Linked DNA regions of Sus scrofa: all the other regions are linked to region 1. The links are chromatin contacts, called in public HiChIP or PLAC-seq maps. All regions are on one chromosome and are shown on one strand. The core of a region is the stretch at or near the end of the contact, and the rest is flanking DNA. Distances in the headings are between cores, read along the strand shown. Region 1 holds the start of BEST1 (bestrophin-1). Region 2 overlaps FADS3 (fatty acid desaturase 3). Region 3 has its middle 28 kb from the start of INCENP.

What was found. HiChIP or PLAC-seq counts read pairs in DNA pulled down with a chosen protein or histone mark.
Region 2: an H3K27ac HiChIP or PLAC-seq map of skeletal muscle shows a contact between it and region 1. The contact joins the enhancer-like site here to the promoter of BEST1 in region 1. A contact is called at or near these places in 4 of 47 Hi-C or Micro-C datasets (adipose tissue, embryonic fibroblasts, heart right ventricle and 1 more) and 1 of 2 datasets of contacts at active chromatin or transcription factors (skeletal muscle).
Region 3: an H3K27ac HiChIP or PLAC-seq map of alveolar macrophages shows a contact between it and region 1. The contact joins the enhancer-like site here to the promoter of BEST1 in region 1. A contact is called at or near these places in 23 of 47 Hi-C or Micro-C datasets (adipose tissue, alveolar macrophages, blood and 15 more) and 2 of 2 datasets of contacts at active chromatin or transcription factors (alveolar macrophages and skeletal muscle).

What each region holds. Positions count from the first base shown.
Region 1 is chr2:9,549,709-9,553,093 of Sscrofa11.1, forward strand. It overlaps BEST1 (bestrophin-1), which reads right to left and starts at 1,267. Exons shown (of 12, transcript XM_013994220.2): 1 at 1-1,267.
Region 2 is chr2:9,617,726-9,621,294 of Sscrofa11.1, forward strand. It overlaps FADS3 (fatty acid desaturase 3), which reads left to right. Exons shown (of 12, transcript NM_001206434.1): 2 at 3,209-3,319. LOC110259247 (a long non-coding RNA gene) reads right to left here. Exons shown (of 2, transcript XR_002341468.1): 2 at 2,889-3,569. Among named protein-coding and RNA genes, the nearest start is that of FADS3, 12 kb to the left of the region's middle. Within about 2 kb of position 1,371, at least 6 of the 83 cell types and tissues checked have an H3K27ac peak or open chromatin away from gene starts, as enhancers often do. A contact at or near this core is called in skeletal muscle, where this site is marked.
Region 3 is chr2:9,472,188-9,475,934 of Sscrofa11.1, forward strand. No RefSeq gene overlaps it. Among named protein-coding and RNA genes, the nearest start is that of INCENP, 28 kb to the left of the region's middle. Within about 2 kb of position 1,779, at least 4 of the 83 cell types and tissues checked have an H3K27ac peak or open chromatin away from gene starts, as enhancers often do. A contact at or near this core is called in alveolar macrophages, where this site is marked.

The DNA of each region.
Region 1 (3,385 bases), core at 17-2,516:
CTCTTAGGGGCTGGCACTGCCCACGTGTATGCTAAGCAGTCACTTGACTCCCTAAGCCAGGGCCTCCACAAAGGAGAGCTTGTCTTGGCCCCTCCTCATAATCTGCTCGTAAGCAGCAGGGAGGCGAGTCCAGCCGGGGCCCTCTAATTCCTTCCTGGGGGGAGCGGGGCCGAGCTGAGACCAGAGCTGGAATTGGGGGCAACTCTCAGGGCCATCCTGCCATTTCCTCTGGGTCCTAAACTCCAGAGATGGGGCCAAGGAGTGTGTCGGGGGGCGGGGTATCTGTATCTGACCCCCGAGATCTTGCAGCAAGAGCTGCGGGGAGAAGGGGTGAAGCTTTGGGCCTCATCTCCCATTCCAGGAGCCATCCAGAGAGGGCGGCGTCTGCCTGGGCCCTGTGGGCTTTGGCGGCACTGTAGGAACCCCTAGGAACGCTGGACCACCGTCAGAAGTCCCGGCTTCTAGTCCTGGTTCTGCCACCTGGTGTGGTGACCCTGGGTGGGCCTCTGCTCCTCTCTAGGCCTCAGCGTCCCTCTCTGAAAAGAAAGCTGTTGCTTTAGAACCCCAGCACTCCAGTAAGATGACCGAATTCAGCATATACGCCCGAGGAGCTCTGATTGGCTGCTGATGACATCATAGGTTATTCGGGCTGTCATTGGCTGGCAGGGCCCAGTTCGTAGGTTGGTTCAGAGCTATGGAAGGAGAAAGGGGTCGGGGGGTGGGCTGCTGTGTGGGGGCCGGGCATGGTGTACGATGACACAGCAGCTCTGGTGTTTGTGCCGCTGGCTCCCAGCCAGCCGGGGCAAGATGGAAATATGTGCTCAGGTTCCCAAGGGCAGCTGGTTAATATCCAGCAGCTGCTTCCATGCATTTTAATACCTCCATCCATACGTGAGAACCCTCCTAAGCCACTGAAAGCGAAACAGCAGTAGCCCTTGGTCTTCTGTGGCCGGAAGAATGGCTTGGAATGTTTATTAAACATGCAGCTTCCCAGGATCGTTCTCCAGCGTCTGATTCTGCAACCTGAGAGATGCTGCGTTTCTAACAGCACCGTGAGGATTACAATACCGGTGGTCTTTGAACCACACTTTCCGGAAGCGCGGCTTTACAGTATGACCTTGAGCCTTAAAATAAATCCACTCCTCCCTCCCCCTCCCTTCTTCCCGCCTCCCTCTCTCCTTCAATCCCCTTTTCTACTCACCCGCCCCCACCCCCGCCCCATACTCCTTAGCATTAATAATGCTGAGATTACGGGTGATTTTCGTGAGCATCTTTTTTTTTTTTTTTGTCTTTTTGCCATTTCTTGGGCCGCTCCCGCGGCGTATGGAGGTTTCCAGGCTAGGGGGCTAATCGGAGCTGCAGCTGCCAGCCTACGCCAGAGCCACAGCAACGAGGGATCCGAGCCGCGTCTGCGACCTACACCACAGCTCGCGGCAACGCCGGATCCTTAACCCACTGAGCAAGGCCAGGGATCGAACCCGCAACCTCGAGGTTCCTAGTCGGATTCTTTAACCTCTGCGCCACGACGGGAACTCTCGTCATTTTTAACTTTACAATTCGCTGCCTGGAAAAAGAGATTATTTCACAACGACCCCGGGTCCTTTTCTAATCGCAGCAAACAACCACACCCTTACTGTTATAACGGAGTCTCTTTAAGATCAGGGAATGTCTTAGGAGTTTTTGCTGCATCCCCCACTGCCTGTGCTGGGGGAGATGTTTTCCCATCGCTGTCCTCAACCGACCTGCCCCGAGCCTCAGTCTTCTCATCTGTGAAATGGAACACCCACCTCGGGACCCGGGTGAGAAGGATGGTTGGAAAAACGTTTTATTCAGCTTTCCAAACCAGAGTTCTGCCTGCTAACTTTGCCTGCTGACTTTGCCTGGGCAACATCTAGGGAGGGTGCCTCTGCCTCACTCTCCAGGTTCAACTGGTCCGGGTGGATCCCTATCACTGGTATTTTTTCAAGTTCCCCAGGTGAGTCTAGCGGACAGTGTGGGTTGAGGTCACTGCTGTGAGTTTTCCTATCCTTGCAGCCCCTCTTCCCCCACCAACCCGGACCAACACTCAAGAGAGAGCTTCCCATCTGGCAGATGATTAACAAATATATTTTAAAAATACAATCGAAACATGTCTGGTACCACGCTTGGCCTGCGGAGGCTCATTCTGTATGAGCTGGAATGAATGGACCTCCTGCCTTTGTGGAGTCAGGTTCCTGCATCCCCTGAGGTGGCCACTGGGGGGCGCCCTTGACCAGCCTGATCATTGGTCAGAGTCTGGATGGTGGAGCAGGTGCTGGATGATGGCACCATCTCCTTGACCCTGACCAGCAGCTACAGAGCCATGAGAGGGTGTGGGGAGACACTGGAGTCCTCCCTCCCTCTCCCTGATCTGCAGGTTCCTTGGCAATACCCCCGCCCCCCACGCCACATTCCCAGCAGGACCAGCTGACTGTGCAGCCCAGCCCTCCTTGCCTCCCAGATGCCCCGGCATGTCCCCAGGGATACCCCATGAGGGGCTGCTCCTGGCCCCACCCAACTGCGAAAGACAGGCACAAGCCAAAGTCTCTCCCCTTGGGTCTCAGCCATGAAAGTGTCCCCAACCAGCCCTGCGTATCTCAGGCACACAGAAAGGCCACAGCACACACGTATCGACCCAAGCCATGCTTGGACGTTTGCGCCCCAGGATGGACCTCTGCAAGGATAGGGCCAAAGCCCATCAGGGTCGGGCTCCTCTGCTTTCCATTAGCAACGTCGTCAGTCAAAAACCATTTCTGATGCCAGGGTGAGTCTAATCTGATTCTTGCCTCCAAGAATTTACCGTCGACTAAAACCCAGGGAAACATTTAACACAGAGTGGGCAAGGCCTAATATCTGTGCCAGGGAAACTTGTACAGAGATGGGAGCATTTGGGCTGGGTCTTGAAGCATGAGTAGGAGTTTGAGTTGAGAAGGGTGGAAGAGCATTACATATCAGGGGAACAGCCCATGAAAAGTCACAGAGGTCTTATTGAAGGATGGTTCAGTATGGTATTATTATCCACGTTTTCTAAAGGAGGATGCTGAGTTTCAAATCCCACCTTGTTCAAGGTAACACAGCCACCAAGGGCCAGGTCGGAACTGGAATCTGGGTCTTCTGATTCTGAATCTGTGCCTTTTCTACCACCCATCACTGCCTCTGCCATGGAGGTCAGTTTCTGAGCGTAGACTCTTACCTGTTAGGGCAGTGGTCTCTGTTGGGGTTGAAGGGATCTCCAAGGGATGGGGAATGCACAGAAGAGACTTTGACAGCAGTAGAGCCTGTGCTCCCGAGTCCCCCAGCTGAGAGCCATCTCCGGGGGCAGGCAGAGCAGAGCTGGACAGATGGGTGGAGGTTCCAGAGGCAGAAT
Region 2 (3,569 bases), core at 121-2,620, 68 kb after region 1:
CGGGAAGATGGAGTAGTGGTGGAGACGGATGCTGGTGCTGGTTAACCAATAATGTGAATACACTTAATACCCTAAACTCCACACTTCAAAATGGTGAAAATGGGAGTTCCCGGCCTGGCTCAGTGGAACTGAATCTGACTAGTATCCAAGAGGACGCAGGTTCAATCTCTGGCCTCACTCAGTGGGTTAAGGATCCAGCGTGGCCATGAGCGTGGTGTGGATCGCAGATATGGCTCCGATCTGGCATTGCTGTGGCTGTGGCTCTGGCGTAGGCCGGCGGCTACAGCTCCAATTAGACCCCTAGCCTGGGAACCTCCATATGCCGCAGGTGTGGCCCTAAAAGGACAAAAGCCAAAAAAAAAAAGAAATACAGCAGAAATTGACAGAACATTGCAAATCAACTGTAATAATTTTTTTTTTTTTTTTTTTGGTCTTTTTAGAGCTGCACCCTCGGCATATGGAGGTTCCCAGGCTAGGGGCCCAATCAGAGCTGTAGCCGTTGGCCTATCCAGAGCCACAGCAATGCCAGATCCTTAACCCACTGAGCAAGACCAGGGATCGAACCCGAAACCTCATGTTTCCTACTGGGATTTGTTCCCGCTGCGCCACAATGGGAGCTCCTGTGATAAATTATTTTTTTTAAATACAACTAAGAAGAAGAAAAAACCTGTTCTACAGTCCAGAAGCAGAAAAACCCTAGAGTCTTGCTACTTTGATTTGCCTCCTGGATTTGCCTAGTTCCAGGCAGGAGAACTGACCCGCTGGAGGTTCAGGTGAGCGGGGTCAGCTGAGTCCAAGAGCAGACTTCCCTTTTAGCAGTTCTGCCAGTGCCACCCTCCCCCACTCCCCACTGGGGCAGGGCTGGGGCAGCTTCCTGTGGGGCCAGCCCTCCCCCCCCCCACCCCGCAGCGGGGCTGCCCCCTCATCAGGGTTTGTCCCTGGAGAGAATGAGGTCTGTCCCTATACAGCCCCTTCCCCTGTTACGAGCTCCAGGGAGGGCCCCCCTGTCGGCCTTCCCAAGGGCCTTAGATTATTCCAGAAGCTGGACCCTCTGGACCCCCAGGTCCTCAGACTGCCCTGGGCAGGTAAGAGAGCAGACAACAGGAAAGGGGACCCCTAACAGGAAAGGGGAGCCCTCGCGAGGATGCTGCAGATGTGGCTGCTAAGTGGGGGGTGGGAGTGGGGGCCGAGGTGCTTCTGTCCCCAAGGCAGTGGAGGCTGGTGGACTCATTAGCCAGAGGACAATGGGAAATACAAAGGTGTTTCCTTGAGCAGCCTGCCGTCAACTTCCCCACGGGGGACACCACCACCCAGGCCCTGCTTCCTCGCTTCCAGCTGCTTGCTGCTTGCGGGCTGGGGCTGGCTCCCTGGAGGAGAGCCTCTGAAAGCGCAAAGATAAAAGGCAGCCAGAGAGCTGCGAAAGATAATGAGCCGGTGACACCAGGGCTCCGTCGGGAGTGAGCCCCAGGTGTGACATTCAGGTTTATTCTCTGCTGAGCGGGTAGGGGAAGTGTCACTTCCCATTCGGGCCTCTTTCCCCAGCACTTTATCTCTCCGGGGGTCTCCCTCTAAGGCTTTCTTCGCTTTGTGCCCTACCCCACCCCCTCCTCCTACAGAGAACCACACACTGTTTATTTAACTTTTAAAAAACTTTTATTTTCCACTTCTGCTTTTAAAATCAAATGAGAAGTTCCCATTGCGGTTCAGGGGTAACGAACCCAACTAGTATCCATGAGGACTCGGGTTCAATCCCTGGCCTCCCTCGCTCCGAGGGTTAAAGGATTCAGCGTTGCCATAAGCTGTGGTGTAGGTCACAGACATGGCTTGGATCCTGCGTTGCTGTGGCTGCGATGTAGGCTGGTGGCTATAGCTCTGATTCAACCCCTAGCCTGGGAACGTCCATCTGCTGCAGGTGCAGCCCTAACGACAGGAAAAAAAAAAAAAAAAAAAAAAAGAGTTTAACTGTTTGAGCATCTTCCTTGCACAACCCCCAAGAAATCAGGATGTGGGGTCCTCGACTGATTTTTTTTTTCTCCAGGTGGCCCAGGGGTTCTCAGGTACACGTTTCCTCACCCACCCTTTACCCACTGCTTGCGGTCCTGAAAACTGGTGTATGGACGTTCCTGTCGTGGCTCATCAGTAATGAACCCGACTAGGAACCGTGAGGTTGTGGGTTCGATCCCTGGCCTTGCTCAGTGGGTTAAGGATCCAGTGTTGCCGTGAGGTTTGGTGTGGGTCACAGAGGTGGCTCAGATCCTGAGTTGGCTGTGGCTGTGGCGTAGGCCAGCAGCTGCATCTCCAATTTGACCCCTAGCCCCGGAACTTCCATATGCTGCGGGTGAGGCCCTAAAATAGCAAAAGAAAATAAAAGCTGGTGTACGATTTCCAGAAAGCTCTCCAGAGATTTTTTTGGAAAAGTCAAACGCTTTCATTTAAGGGAATCAGAGTCTTCCAGGGAGAACTTTCTGTAAGTCCAGATATTAAAACGCCCAACCAGTGGTTGCCAAGAGCGGGTGGGGGAGGGAGTGTGATGGACTGGGAGTTTGGGATTTGTAGGTGCAAATTATTGCTTTTTTTTTTTTTTTAGGACCTCGCCCACGACATATGGAAGTTCCCAGGCTAGGGGTCCAATCAGAGCTACAGCTGCCAGCCTATGCCACAGCCACAGCAACAAGGGATCTGAGCCGCATCTGTGACCTACACCACAGCTCACAGCAACGCCAGATCCCTAACCCACTGAGCAAGGGCAGAGATCAAGCCCGAAACCTCATGGCTCCTAGTCGGATTCATTTCTGCCACACCACGATGGAATCTCCCAAATGGTTACATTTAGAATGGATAAGCAGTGAGGTCTTCCGTATGGCGCAAGGAACTATATATCCAGTGTCTTACGGTAGAACACGATGGAAGATTTATTAATAAGAGAATATATATATATATGACTGGGTCGTGTTGCTTTGCAGCAGAAATTGACACAACACTGTAAATCAACTATGCTTTAATAAAAATAAATAGAAACAGAACAAAACGCCCAGCCGGGTTTGGGGAAGGGCTGCAGGGCGGGGCGACACTCGTGGGCCAGGCTGACCCGAGTGGTCCTCTTTCTGTGACAGCTGAACAGCCAGACTGCCTGTCTGCTTTGCCTGCTGCTTCAGGCTGCAACGGTCTGTCTGTCTGTCTGTCCCCCTGACTGTCTGTTCTCCTTCAGGATGCCTTCCACGCCTTCCACCAGGACCTCAGTTTTGTGCGCAAGTTCCTGCAGCCCCTGCTGATTGGAGAGCTGGCCCCGGAGGAGCCCAGCCAGGATGGACCTCAGAATGTGAGCAGGGCCCTGGTGGAGGCTAAGCCCCCAGAGAGGGGCTGGAGGGGATGGGGGGCATTGCCAGTAGCAGCTCCATCCGAATCATCCTTAGGGGCTCCGGGGCCAGGGCTGGGTTTGCGGTCTCTTCCTGGGCACAGTTATAGGCAGAGCTGTAGCACCTGCACCAGCATTTGCTGGGGGACCCCAGGCAAGCCTTCTCCTTGCTTTTAGCGCCCCCCCTCCCCCATCTGTGATGAGCTGGGTTTTT
Region 3 (3,747 bases), core at 529-3,028, 77 kb before region 1:
AATCTATGCGGTATAGAAGATTAGAGGCATGGTAAATTCATAATTGGGTGTATATCGTTCTAAATGTTTCTCTATGATGTCAAATGTACTTATAAATACCCATCTTTTTCTTTTCAGAATGGGATCAAACTTATACTGCTTTTTTTTTTTTTTTTGGCTGTGCCCATGTCATGCAGAAGTTCCCAGGCCAGGCATTGAACCCCTGCCACAGCAGCTACTGAGCTATAGCAGTGACCATGCTGGATTCTTAACCTGCTGAGCCACCATGAAACTCCAAAATATTATTTTTAGTTTTTTTAAACTTACTCATCTTTTTATTAAAACATATATATTTTTCCTGAAATTAAATTTATGTCTTTATTTATTTTTATATTACTCCATGAACTTATTACATTTATAGTTGTACAATGATCATCACAACCCAATTTTATAGCTAATTTTTTTAAAGTAATAGCCAAGGTATATCTCCCCATGCCAGAAATTTATATTTATATAATTTTTTTTTCTTTTTAGGGCCGCACCTGTGGCATGTGGAAGTTCCCAGGCTAGGGGTCGAATCGGAGCTGCAGCTGCCAGTCTATGCCACAGCCACAGCAATGTGGGATCTGAGCCACATCTGTGATCTACGCTGCAGCTTGCAGCAACACTGGATTCTTGACCCACTGAATTAGGCCAGGGATCGAACCCACATCCTCATGGATACCAGTTGTGTTGGTTACCACTGAGCCACAGTGAGAACTCCTGTTTATATAATTTTTTTTAAAGACACAGTGCAGGAGTTCCCGTCATGGCTCAGTGGAAATGAACCTGACTAGCATCCATGAGGACATAGGTTCAATCCCTGACCTCTCTGAGTGGGTTAAGGATCCAGCGCTGTGATGAGCTGTGGTGTAGATTGCAGACACGGCTCGGATCCCACATTGCTGTGGCTGTGGCCTAGGCCAGTGGCTTCAGCTCTGATTCGACCCCTAGCCAGGGAACCTCCATATGCCACAGATGCGGCCCTAAAAAGACAAAAAAGAAAAAAAGACAGTGCAAATATCTTTATTTGTTTGTTTGTTTATTTATTTATTTGTTTTTGCTTGTTAGGGCTGCACCTGTGGCATATGGATTCCCAGGCTAGAGGGTGGAATCGGAGCTACAGCTGTCAGCCTACACCACAGCTCACCCCAATGTCGGATCCCCCATCCACAGAGCGAGTCCAGGGATCGAACCTGCATGCTCATGGATACTAGTCAGATTTGTCTCCGCTGTGCCACCACCGTAACTCCTATGTAATTTTTAATAGTCGTGGTGTCCTCCGTTGAGCCGATAATGATGGAGAGTTATTATTCTAAGCACGTGGCTGCGTCATCTCATGCGATCCTCGCCACCTGTGGGGTAAATATCATCCATCCCGCTTGACAGATGAGGGCTCTGCAATACATGAAGATTAAAGCTGCACTTTGTGAACCTCAGGCAGAGGCAGCGGGGGAGCCAGGGTTCCAAGGCTCGCATCCAGGTGGGCTGATGTCAGAGCCTCCTGTTGAATCTCTCGGCTTTAAATAAAGGAAGTTTCATATCGGCATTTCATTCGTTTAAAGGACACCCTGACGGCTTTGTCCTCAGTTTGGACCTCAGGGCTTGAACACGTGTTTGAGCTACATGCAATGATTGATGGATGGGATGCCTTTGAGCGGCTTTCCTGGCCCAATGGAGACAAGGAACCGAGCATACTGTAAGCCCGTGAGACTTCCTCTCTGTGACACAAAAACGCCTTTAGGTGGTGTCATGCCACCACTTTGTGGGGACCTGTCTTCTTCCTGTCCTCCTGGGCATGAAAAACCTCCTACTCTGAAAGCCAGTCTCACCAGCCAAGCGGGATCTGCCTTGGGAGTTCCCATGGTGGCTCGGTGGGTGAAGGACCCGCCTAGTATCCATGAGGATTGTGGGTTCAATCCTCGACCTCGCTCGGTGGGTTAAGTATCTGGTGTTGCCGATGTGGCTCAGATCTGCTGTGGCGGCTGCCGCTCCAATTCGACCCCTAGCCTGGGAACTTCCATAGGCCTTAGGGGCTGCCCTAAAATGACCAAAAAAAAAAAAAAAAAAAAAAAAGGCAAAAAGCAGACCAGTGATTTCTTGGCAGGCAGTGGGAGTGGGGTGGAATGGCTTCAAAAGTGCAGGAGGAAACTTTCTGCGACGGTGGAGAGGTTCCGTATCTTGGTTGTACTGGTGGGTTCATGACTGTAAATGTTCGTCAAAACTATTAAAGCGTCTTTTTTTTTTTATCTTTTTAGGGCCTTGCCCACAGCATATGGAGGTTCCCAGGCTAGGGGTCCAATAGGAGCTGTAGCTGCCAGCCTACACCACAGGCACAGAAATGCAGGATCCGAGTGGTGTCTATGACCCACACTACAGCTCGCGGCAACACCGGATCCTTAACATGCTGAGCAAGGCCAGGGATCGAACCTGCGTCCTCACAGATGCTAGTCAGATTCATTTCTGCTGAGCCACGATGGGAACTCCTCAATTTTTTTTTTAAGCACCTTTTATTGCATGTAAATCATACTTCAACAAAGTTTTGTTTTTGTGTTCCCTTTCAGAGGGGCACTCATAAAGAGACTGTGACCTCTGTCCATGGGCAGGAATTGTTGGCCTTTCATGTCCTTAAAAAAGGAGGCCTGGAGTTCCCATCGTGGCGCAGTGGTTAACGAATCCGACTAGGAACCATGAGGTTGTGGGTTCGATCCCTGGCCTTGCTCAGTGGGTTAAGGATCCGGCGTTGCCATGAGCTGTGGTGTAGGTTGCAGACATGGCTCGGATCCCGAGTTGCTGTGGCTCTGGCGTAGGCTGGTGGCTACAGCTCCGATTAGACCCCTAGCCTGGGAACCTCCATATGCTGCGGGTACAGCCCTAGAAAAGACAAGAAAAGACAAAAAAAAAAAAAAAAAAAAAAAAAGGCTCCATATCACACAGGGAACTCTACTCAATATTCTGTAATAACCTATATGGGGAAAGAATGAAAAAGAATGGATGTATGTATAACTGATTCACTTTGCTGTACATCTGAAACCAACACAACACTGCAAATCAACTATACTCCAATATAAAATAAAAATTTTAAGAAATATAAAGAAAAAGGAATTTTAAAGAAAGAAAAAAAGGAGGCTCTACGTTTTACCTGGGTGGGTGGGTTAGGAAGGCATCTGACTGCCCAGGGTTTGGGATGCAGTATGTTTCCTTCTATGTCTAAAGTGGCCACCAGATCCCTCCATGACATGTCCCAGGTGCATTTTCCCTATAGCCCTAATTATTCCCGGATAGTTTCTTGTTTATTTGTCTAACCATGTATGGTCCATCTCCTCCCCCTAGGATGGAAACTCCACGAAGAGTGGGATGCTGCAGTGCTGGGTCCCCAGCGTGGAGAATGGCACCTGGCCCACAGCAGGTGCACCGAGAGTATCGCTGAGTGAATGAGTGAAGAATTAAAGCTTGTTTCCTGAGGAGTTCCCGTCGTGGCTCAGTGGTTAATGAACCTGACTAGTATCCACAAGGATGTGGGTTCGCTCCCTCGCCTTGCTCAGTGGGTTAAGCATCCGGCATTGCCATGAGCTGTGGCATAGGTCACAGACTCGGCTCAGATCCCGCATTGCTGTGGCTGTGGTGTAGGCCGGCAGCTACAGCTCTGATTCAACCCCTAGCCTGGGAACCTCCATATGCCTCAGATGCGGCCCTAAAATGACAAAAAGGAAAAAAAAAAAAGGCTTA